3 separate regions of the Mus musculus genome follow, and all the other regions are linked to region 2. The links are chromatin contacts, called in public promoter capture Hi-C maps. All regions are on one chromosome and are shown on one strand. Each heading gives the region's core, a stretch centred on a gene start, on an enhancer-like site or on the middle of the called end of the contact. The rest is flanking DNA. Distances are from core to core; before and after follow the strand shown.

Region 1 (2,839 bases), core at 127-2,626, 950 kb before region 2:
CAGGAACATCAGGGGCCAGATTATAAAGAACTGACTTTCCTCTGCAAAAGCTGGCCCTGCAAGTGAGGCTGTCCAAGAAAGTGGGTCTATAGGAGGAAACCTACAAGCTAAATAAATAAATAAATAAATAAATTTTTAAAAATCCAATATGGGGAATAAAACAGCACAAGAGAAGAAATGGAGTGGTTAGAATGATCAGCGCACACTGGGTTAGGGTGGCCGTGCCTTTAATCTCAGCCCTTGGGAGGCAGAGGCAGAGAGCAGAGAGGCAGAGGCAGGCAGATCTCTGTGAGTTCGAGTCCAGCCTGGTCTACAGAGAGTTCCAGAACAGCCGGGGCTACACAGAGAAACCCTACCTGGAAAAACTAACAACAACAACAACAACAACAACAAACAATAAATGAACAAACCAAAAAAGAATGGGCACGCAGACACAACTAACAGGGTCTGACCCCGGTGACACAGCCTCAGCAGGTCCCAACCCCTTCCTGACATCACTAACTCCTGGTTTGCCACTGAGAAGAAACAAATTCCTAAATGTCAGTAGAGGCCAGTCTGGAAAACTGATATATACACACTGCAGAGAGAGGGGCTTTATGAACACTGCTCTTAAATGACAGAGTGCCATACAAACCAATGATGGCAACTTTGTTCTCCTTCATGGAACTCAGCACCTGCTCCAGCTTCTCCTCAGAAGCCATATTCTGCACCTCGCTCAGATGATGCTCCTTAAATTCCACAGGGACAGCAGCAGCCTTCAGGGATAAGTCCAAGCACAGGGCTGGGTCAGGTCTGAACTTTCCAACAACCCATCCATCCCTGTAGCCTGATCCGCCACCCATCCCCCGCCCCGGGCTATTCACCTTGAACACTTCCTTGACAGCATGCATGAGCTCTGGCCCCACGCCGTCTCCAGGCAGCATGGTCACAGGAAAGGCACCCTCCACCCTCACATCTTGTGCCTGTGAGTGGGGCCAGCAGAGATGGAGCAGGGGCAGAAGTGGGAGTCAGAGGGAAAGAGGTGGGGAGGGGAAACCCAGGGGAGCGGCAAGGAGGCGACAAGGATGGGCGAGAACGAAGCTGGACTCAAGCGTACCTGGCTCTGGGAAGCGGCGTGAGCCGTAGATGTTCCGAGACCTCTCCATGCCCCGGAGTTCCGAGCGGCGAGCACCGCCTGCGACAGACACAAGGTCAGATCGGGGACACCGCGGCCCCTTACACCGCGATGACCTTGCCTTCTTTTGGAAACCGCGGACAAACCCTCTGTTCTCCCGCCCACCCTCCGCTCAGGTCGTCCCGGGCCTCACTCGGGTCAGCCAGCGGACATTGCTCAGCGCTGCCATGTTCGGCCGAGGAAGTCGCGGGGGAAGTGACGCCGGAAGCGAGCGCGGTCGTGGGAGCTGGACTTCCTGTCAGCCCTGGCGAGCTTGGCGGTTCTTTCTCCCGTACCAATCGGCGGTGTGTACGGATTCACTTGAGTTCTCTCCTTCTGTTTGGTAATGTAGGGTCACAGGACACACAACCAGTTTGTCTGTTTGCTTTGTTTTCACTCGTCAGATTTAATTTCTCTTGAAAATTCAAAACAACATCCAAATATATATGGCCAAGTATTGAACAAGGATGTGAGTTTAACAATAAGTTGAGAAGTCTTGGGAATTTGTGAATGTTTGAATGTTCTGTTATGCGTTATTCTCTTAACTAGTACTCACTGTTAGTCACTTAGAATTCTTTTAAATAGGTAAAATAATTCAGATTACAAAGAAAACTGGTTATGATAAGAAAACTAACTTGGAGTTGATGAGGTAGCTCTGTAGACCAGGCTGGCCTCAAACTCATAGACCCGCCTGCCTCCACCTCCCAAGTGCTGGAATTAAAGGTGTGCACCACCACATCCTGGAAAAAAAAAAAAAGAAGCTGAAAAATAAAAGCTAATTCTTTTGCTCCACTGTATAGTATGCTATAATTTAAATTTACTAAATTGCTTAATCCTTTCTTAAATAGGCAGATACCTAGTATGAAATCTGATTTGGGCTCTTCTCAGCAACATTGCTGTGTATATCCCTGTACATTCTCCTTTGTACATATGATGAAGATTATAACTATCCTGCAGGGCACCTCTAGCCATGTATGTATTACAGGTGAAATGGTGTGTTTTCAATAGTTTGATTATAGATCTGTGTGTGTTTCACTCATGAATTTGTTCTCATGCAGTAAACAGAAAACTCATTCATCATGATAGCTGATAGTTTCTCTCCCACTACTTCTGGAAATAAAGAGTTACTGACATTGATTTAGCTGCTTAGTTATGTCCCCAGGGATCCTGGATGGGGGGCGGGTCCTCTATATCATCTCCTCTCAAAACTCCATTAGATTGCTAAACCCAGTGTCTATTTTATAATAGAATGTTGAGTATCTCATATAATTTATTGAGTGCTACACGGAAAGTGTATCAGAACAGGCATGTATGTTTTGTTGAGACAGGATCTCTCTTTATATCCCTGGTTGACCTATAACTTCCTATGTAGACCAGGCTGACCTGGAACTCAGAGAGATCCACCTGCCTCTTTGCTTTCTAAGTGCTAGGATTAAAGGCGTGTACCCCATGCCTGCCTAATGGACTTGTATCAATTACTTTTATCATTGTTGGGACAAAACACAGACAAAAGCAGCTTTCGAAAGAACAGATTTACTTTAGCTCATGGCTCCAGGAGACCCCAGTCACCACAGAGGGGAAGGGACGGCAGCAAGATCAGGAAGCAGCTGGGCTCTCTCTCTCTCTCTCTCTCTCCAGTTCAAACTGGCCATTTTCACTCAAGGCACATCAGGTATCTGAGCAGGA
Region 2 (2,939 bases), core at 103-2,602:
TGTGGCCTTGTTGAAGAAATTCAGAAGCTCCACCTAGGCTCAGTGACTTGCTCTTCCTTCTTGCTGCCTGAGGATGCAGAGGCAGAACTCTCCGCCCCTCTACAGCACCATGTCTGCCTGCTATGGTGCCTACTTCACCTTGCTTCCTGCCATGACCACATTGAACTAAACCTCTGTACTGTAAGCAAATGCCAATTAAATTTTCTAAGAGTTGCCATGCTCATGATGTCTCTTCATAGCAACGGGAACCCTAACTAAAACAAACAGTAATAAAATCTAATTTCATTCAAAGAGTTCCAGCATGGTGGCAGCTCTAACCTCAGTGCTCCCTTAGGCTTGTCTTTAAAACTGTATTAGATAGGAGATTATAGCATTAAGTATGTCATTGATGCATTTTTCAGCTTTTTTCCTGTTTTATATTTATGATGGGAGGGGTGATAAATGCCAATGCTTTTTGGAGTTAGTTCTCTTTCCATTATGCAGATTACAGTGGTCAGACTCAGATCTCTGGCTTGGCAAAAAGTGCCCTTACCTGCTGAGCCATCTCACCAGCCCCAGTTGATATATTTTTACATGTGCTCCAGCTGCGTACTCTCCACCTACATCGAGTTATAAGACATTTCTACCATCTAGCCGTGCTGAGGTAACTGATTTCTTTTTAACTATGTTCGTTTTTTACTTCTGGTTGAAAGAATTGACTGGAAGCGAAAAGCTTTCGTTCCTTTGTCTCTGTAAGCCAGTGGAGGTCAGAGGAGTCGGGTTACCCTGGTGTTGGAGCTATAAGCGGTTGTAGCTTGGTGCATATCCCCAGATAGATGCAGTCTTTTGCTGCATCCTGTTCCTACCAGCCCAGCTGGTGTCATCTGGCTAGGCACTCATGTCCCTATGACATTTTGTGCGACACTACGTTTATGGAGCACTGGAGACATAGGAGCAGATCACATGAAGACCCTCTCTCCTCCAGTACTTGGCTAGAAGATCTGCTTTGCCTGAGGAATGGAACGGAATCTAAGAACTGCAGTTTTCTGGGTATCTGGACTTCCCCTGAAAAGTGTTCTAGACTAAGCAGGAAGAAACAATCTCCCTAATGCACCTGCAGGAAATCAGAAGAGACCTCAAGCAAGGCCTGCGGGGCACCAGCCGCTAGACCAGCCGCTCCGGAACATCAGGACTCATCCACTGGCCCTGCGACCGGCCTAGCTCAGCTCCGCCCAGGCATCCCCAGCCCAGCCAACAGCCGTACTTCCAACTCTATCACAGTCTGGCTCTGCCAGGCCAATGACTGCGCTTCCGATCCCGCCCCTCCTCCCCACGCCTGACCAATAGCTGCGTGGCTGGCTTCGTCCCGCCCCCTTCATCTGCGAGGGCTCTGCACAGTCGAACGCGGTCAACCTGTTGCCTAGTCTGGTTTCTCTTGGTAAGTTTGCAGCCTGGGCGTCGGTGCTCAGGACTCTGTGTTCACTGAGATCCTTCAGGGAGGGAACCTTGGCTAGGGCCAGTTACGCCTGGGAGTCCGCATGGGCGCCCTGGGCCTGGGCGCGTGGGGTCGGAGAGGCTCCTGAACTAGGGGAGAATGAGGTCGGCCACACACGGATTCGCGACCCCGGCAGTTCCTTGATCCGCATCCAGCACCTTTAGCAAGCAGGTAGGTGGTGCCGAGAGTTTGCCCAGGCTGGACAGAAAGAACCTCGGAGTGCCCCCTGCTTCTCCCAGGCCCTGGTGACTCGAGCGAGGCCTGGCTACGAGCAACGACCTGTGGCAGCCGCGCCAGGGAGTAGGCCTGCCAGTCCGGGCTACGGCCTGATCCTGGATCTGGGCAGTTGCAGGCAATAACATCTGTTCAAAACAGCCTCCCTGCACTTGGAGACCTGAGTCCCGACAGGAATCTAGTCCGAGGCCAGGAGACTTGTCCCTCGGGAGTGTGGATATTTATTTCCACGACCCGGACAGAAGCTCTGTGGAAGTCAGGTCGGAAGCTTTGCTGTGTCCAGGACACTCTTGCCACCTCCCTTTCTGTTATAAGAAAGGGTCTGATATAAGAAAGAAGTTTGAGGAAAAGGATGAAATCAAAAGAAAGCAGAAAACAATGTTCTTTGGATACCGGGAAGCTTCAAAAACTTGAAGGGCATTCAGCCTCGATCTCAGAACTCAGGTGAATGTCAGTAAGGGCAGCATTGATGCCAGTTGTGTCTGAGAGACTTTTATGTCTTCAAAGAGCCTAAATGCTGCATCTTCTCACCCTATAGTCACATCCCCAGGCAGTGACCTTGGTGTAAAGAGGGGCTTTGTGGTTTTCCTGCTGCAGGGACCTCTATGCTGTTAGGTCATGGCAACAAGTCTGGGTACAAATTCCACACTGCAGGTCAGCCGTGTAGCTTGGTATCACTTCCTCTCTTGTGATTGTGTTAAAGGACATAAGTAAAAGGACCTCAGGCTGCCTCTGTTAACAGAGAACCTTCGAGAAATGAATAACTGTGAGCTTCCTCTGCTTTTGGTGGGGCTCCATGCCACTCCCCGCCCCCAGGCTGCATTCAGAGTTGTGGTTGGACTGCAGAAAACCAATAATTTGACTCCCTCATCGTCACATCTTTCTAGGTGACCTGGGAAAGGGGGAGGAAGGGTTTCATCAGGCTGGCCTCTACAGAGGCCTCATTTTTCATCCCCTGAAGGCTCAACAGACCTCAATCTTATCTCCTTGATCTCCCAGCCTTCCATCCTTAGCTCTTTGTAGGAATGTAGCATTTGGTAGTTAGCAGTGGCAGAGGTCACTAGGCAGAACTGGCACCCCGCCTCCCACGTGGCAGGGGCCTGCACCTGCAACAGCCGTGGGTACTCCCTGCACTGTCTCTCAGAGGCCTCAGACTCCATGATGGGCACTTGGTTCCCTCTTCTATCCCTTCCTTCTTCTCTCCTGAACAATACTCTTGGAAACCAACAGC
Region 3 (2,967 bases), core at 331-2,830, 810 kb before region 2:
CCCACCCACCCCACCCGATGGTCAGATCCATGCCAGGTAGGTGGTCCTTTTCAGGCCAGGGTCTGCACCCACCCAACACTGGCATGGCTGCCAAGCTTCTCTCACCTTGGCTTTTAACTGGGAAGCTGTGAGCAGTGTGTCTTTCTGGAGCAGAAGCACCAGGTCCTTATACACAGCTCTTTGGACTGCAGGGAGACAGGGATCCCAAGGTTAAGGTCGGCCTCACCCCCTCCCAGAGTTTCCCAAATGAAGGCCTTTGTTTTCCAGGGATTGACTCTCCAACAGCAGCTCTATGGAGGGTTGGCTTAGAGAAGAAAAGACGAGATTTTAAAGCCCTAGCTCTGCTCTTTCCAGCTATTTCCCTCTCCTCTAGCTTATGTACAGCGACCAAAGACCAAATGGCAAAATTAAGTTGGTCCCATCCCTAGGAAAACACACAACATAGCCCACAGGTCCTTTTAAGAAAATCATGAAGGGCAACAACAAATAAAGATGCCACACTCATGGGCTAAAAAATAGTGCACAAATGATATGCCGGGGCACCCAGGGAAGGTACATAGGGAATTTAAAAAAGAAAAAAATGCAGTCTAGTGTCCTGAAACAGAGTAAGAGATGGAGAAGTCTGAAATGGAGATGTGGCGTGCAGACAAAGAAAAGGTTGAAGATACAGGGCGGTGAAATGTCATCCTAGAGTGGTCACTCACTGGAGTCCCCCAAAATGACCACGAACTTGTTGTGTAGCAGCTGCTGGACTTCTGAGGCATGGAAGTGGACCATGGCGCTTCCCAGCAGGCGGTGTGGCATCTCGTTTTCCAAACAGAAGACCATGCTGCCACTGACACCAGCTGCAGGGAGAGGCCAATAAGCTGACAGAGGGCAGGGACTCTAGGTAGGTCCGGTCTGTTCCAAGATGACCCATGCGCGCTGGCCCCTCCCTGGCTGCTCTGTGTAATGGGGAGGAAAGTGGGAGCGGCAAGGCGAATCCCAACACGGCAGCAGCCTTTATCACACTCGGAGGGAAGAAGGGTCACTTGGGCCGTAGTCTTAGACTACAGCGCTTCGCGCGCGCAGAGACGCCTTTGCCCTGCCACGTGTCAACGGCGGCCCCGCGCGTGCGCATTCGTCCGCTCGCGCCAGTTACCAAGTCTCTCGGGGGCTCCAGGGATTCACGGGCCAGTAGGGCAGGCCCAGGTGCCGTGCGACAGCGTCTCGGCAGCGATGTCCTGATCTAGAGTCAATGATCCCATGCCCCTGGAGAGCGGTGGGTTCTGCAAAGATCCCGCCCCACAGAGCCCGGGTGCCCAGGTTAGCTGTAGGTACGCAGCTCGACGCCCAGCGCTCGCCATGCGTGCGCTACGGTGGTCCAGCCAACGCCTCCAGCATCTGTGCCTCAGATGCTCATGGCTCCCACTTTCGGTCACCCGTGTCCCGCCCTATGCGATCCCCAACGCCGGAGGAGTCAGAAAGGCAGCGAGGTTGGCCGCTGTGGAGGACAGAAACCAGGGCTAGGTCCACTCGGGCCGCCGCGCCGAGGGCAGGACGATAGCTCAGCGTAGCTTGCCCACAGTTCTGATGGCCGCTAAGGCGGCCTCGTCACGTGACCCCGAAGGGCGGAAGCGGAAGTGCGGCCTGAGCTTGCGCTAGGCGGGTTTTTCCTCGGCGACTCTTGCCGCCAGCTGTACTAGACATGGACTGTTACACTGCGAACTGGAATCCACTCGGGGACTCTGCCTTTTACAGGTGAGCTGCCCGACGCCCCACCTTCCGTCCCACAGCCCAGCTTACCTTGCTTGTCTGCTGCTGGCTTGAGCCTCCCGGCAGAGCCAGCAATGCTCGCCCCGGCCACTACGCGTGCTGGCGTCCGTCCCTATGGCGGCTCGCCTGAGCGTCTGCCACTTTACGCACTTTAGGGGCAGCAATCTGGTCCTTCCTTTGCGCCAACTGAGGCAAGCTGAGAAGCCACCCCTAAACCGAGGTCTGTTGGCCTCCGGAAGGATGCTTAGATCACGTAGAGGGAGGCCGCCCCGCGGCGACAGCGAGTGCCAGTCTCCTTCCGGAAACTGCTGAAGTCGGACCACAGGGGCTCTCACAGGAAGGCGGGATCGCCACAGCGGGCGGGGTGACAGTACTGACCAAAGCTGAGAAAAGGGGATGAACCGCTTTTCAGTCTTGGGGCACTATTAATGAGGAACCCGAGGCAGTGGCAACTCACCGGGGTTGGAGTGCCCTTAGCTGTGGGTCTTTCTCAAGGCTAAAACTAGTAACGTGATTACAATGGTTACCGTCTCGTTGGCTTTATTTCTTTTTAAGATATAAAGTACAAACTGCTTGTGGAGCGCTCATCAATTGGTCAGCCTACATTTGTCACTCTCTGAGTGGTTTCCAACTTAACCTCAATCATCCTCAATCCGTGGGTGTACCAGCTTCACAGAATTAATTGCAGGACCTCATCACACCAGGCAATTCCATGGCTTTGTGTTTGCACAGTTCTATAGTCGCTTCTATGGGCATTGCTATTTTCCTCTTTATCACCCTGAAGAATGTTGCTCATCTTTCAGGACCTGCTTGGTTTTCCTACAGTAGAATCCTTTTATGCCTCACAAAGGTCCAGTTGTAGAGTCTTATCATATGTGGCACACGAGGGCAGTGTTGGTATGAGTTTCTCGTGCTAAGCTCTTGAAGGCTAAGAATACTTCTATTTCCCATGCATATTTAGGCTAGTGCCTGTTACCTAATAGTTGGTCAGCCTTTGGTGGCCCACGCCTCTTAATCCCAGCACTCTGAGATTCAGGCCACCCTGCTCTATAGCTCAGGCCAGACAGGGCCACATAGTAAGACCCTGTCTTGAAATAATAACAGAAACAAGCAAAACCTAATCATTACCCAACAAAATGGTAAAGAATGTTTTATTGATGTACCCGAAGATCACAAAGACATTGCGTTGGCGTCTTATTTCAATAGAAGACT

The links. Promoter capture Hi-C pulls out the DNA fragments that hold promoters and counts their contacts.
Region 1: a contact with region 2 is called in a promoter capture Hi-C map of liver, with 2.3 times the contacts expected there. The contact joins the promoter of Idh3b here to the promoter of Mavs in region 2. A contact is called at or near these places in 2 of 39 promoter capture datasets (liver and pre-B cells) and 1 of 115 datasets of contacts at active chromatin or transcription factors (pancreatic cancer cells).
Region 3: a contact with region 2 is called in a promoter capture Hi-C map of pre-B cells, with 2.1 times the contacts expected there. The contact joins the promoter of Pced1a here to the promoter of Mavs in region 2. A contact is called at or near these places in 1 of 39 promoter capture datasets (pre-B cells) and 1 of 115 datasets of contacts at active chromatin or transcription factors (microglia).

The regions. Positions count from the first base shown.
Region 1 is chr2:130,283,075-130,285,913 of GRCm38.p6, forward strand. Idh3b (isocitrate dehydrogenase 3 (NAD+) beta) reads right to left here and starts at 1,377. Exons shown (of 12, transcript NM_130884.4): 1 at 1,308-1,377; 2 at 1,097-1,174; 3 at 864-962; 4 at 635-755. The coding sequence starts at 1,343.
Region 2 is chr2:131,232,711-131,235,649 of GRCm38.p6, forward strand. It overlaps Mavs (mitochondrial antiviral signaling protein), which reads left to right and starts at 1,353. Exons shown (of 7, transcript NM_001206385.1): 1 at 1,353-1,417.
Region 3 is chr2:130,422,708-130,425,674 of GRCm38.p6, forward strand. It overlaps Pced1a (PC-esterase domain containing 1A), which reads right to left and starts at 1,581. Exons shown (of 7, transcript NM_178762.4): 1 at 705-1,581; 2 at 106-185. The coding sequence starts at 828. Vps16 (VSP16 CORVET/HOPS core subunit) reads left to right here and starts at 1,613. Exons shown (of 24, transcript NM_030559.3): 1 at 1,613-1,740. The coding sequence starts at 1,688.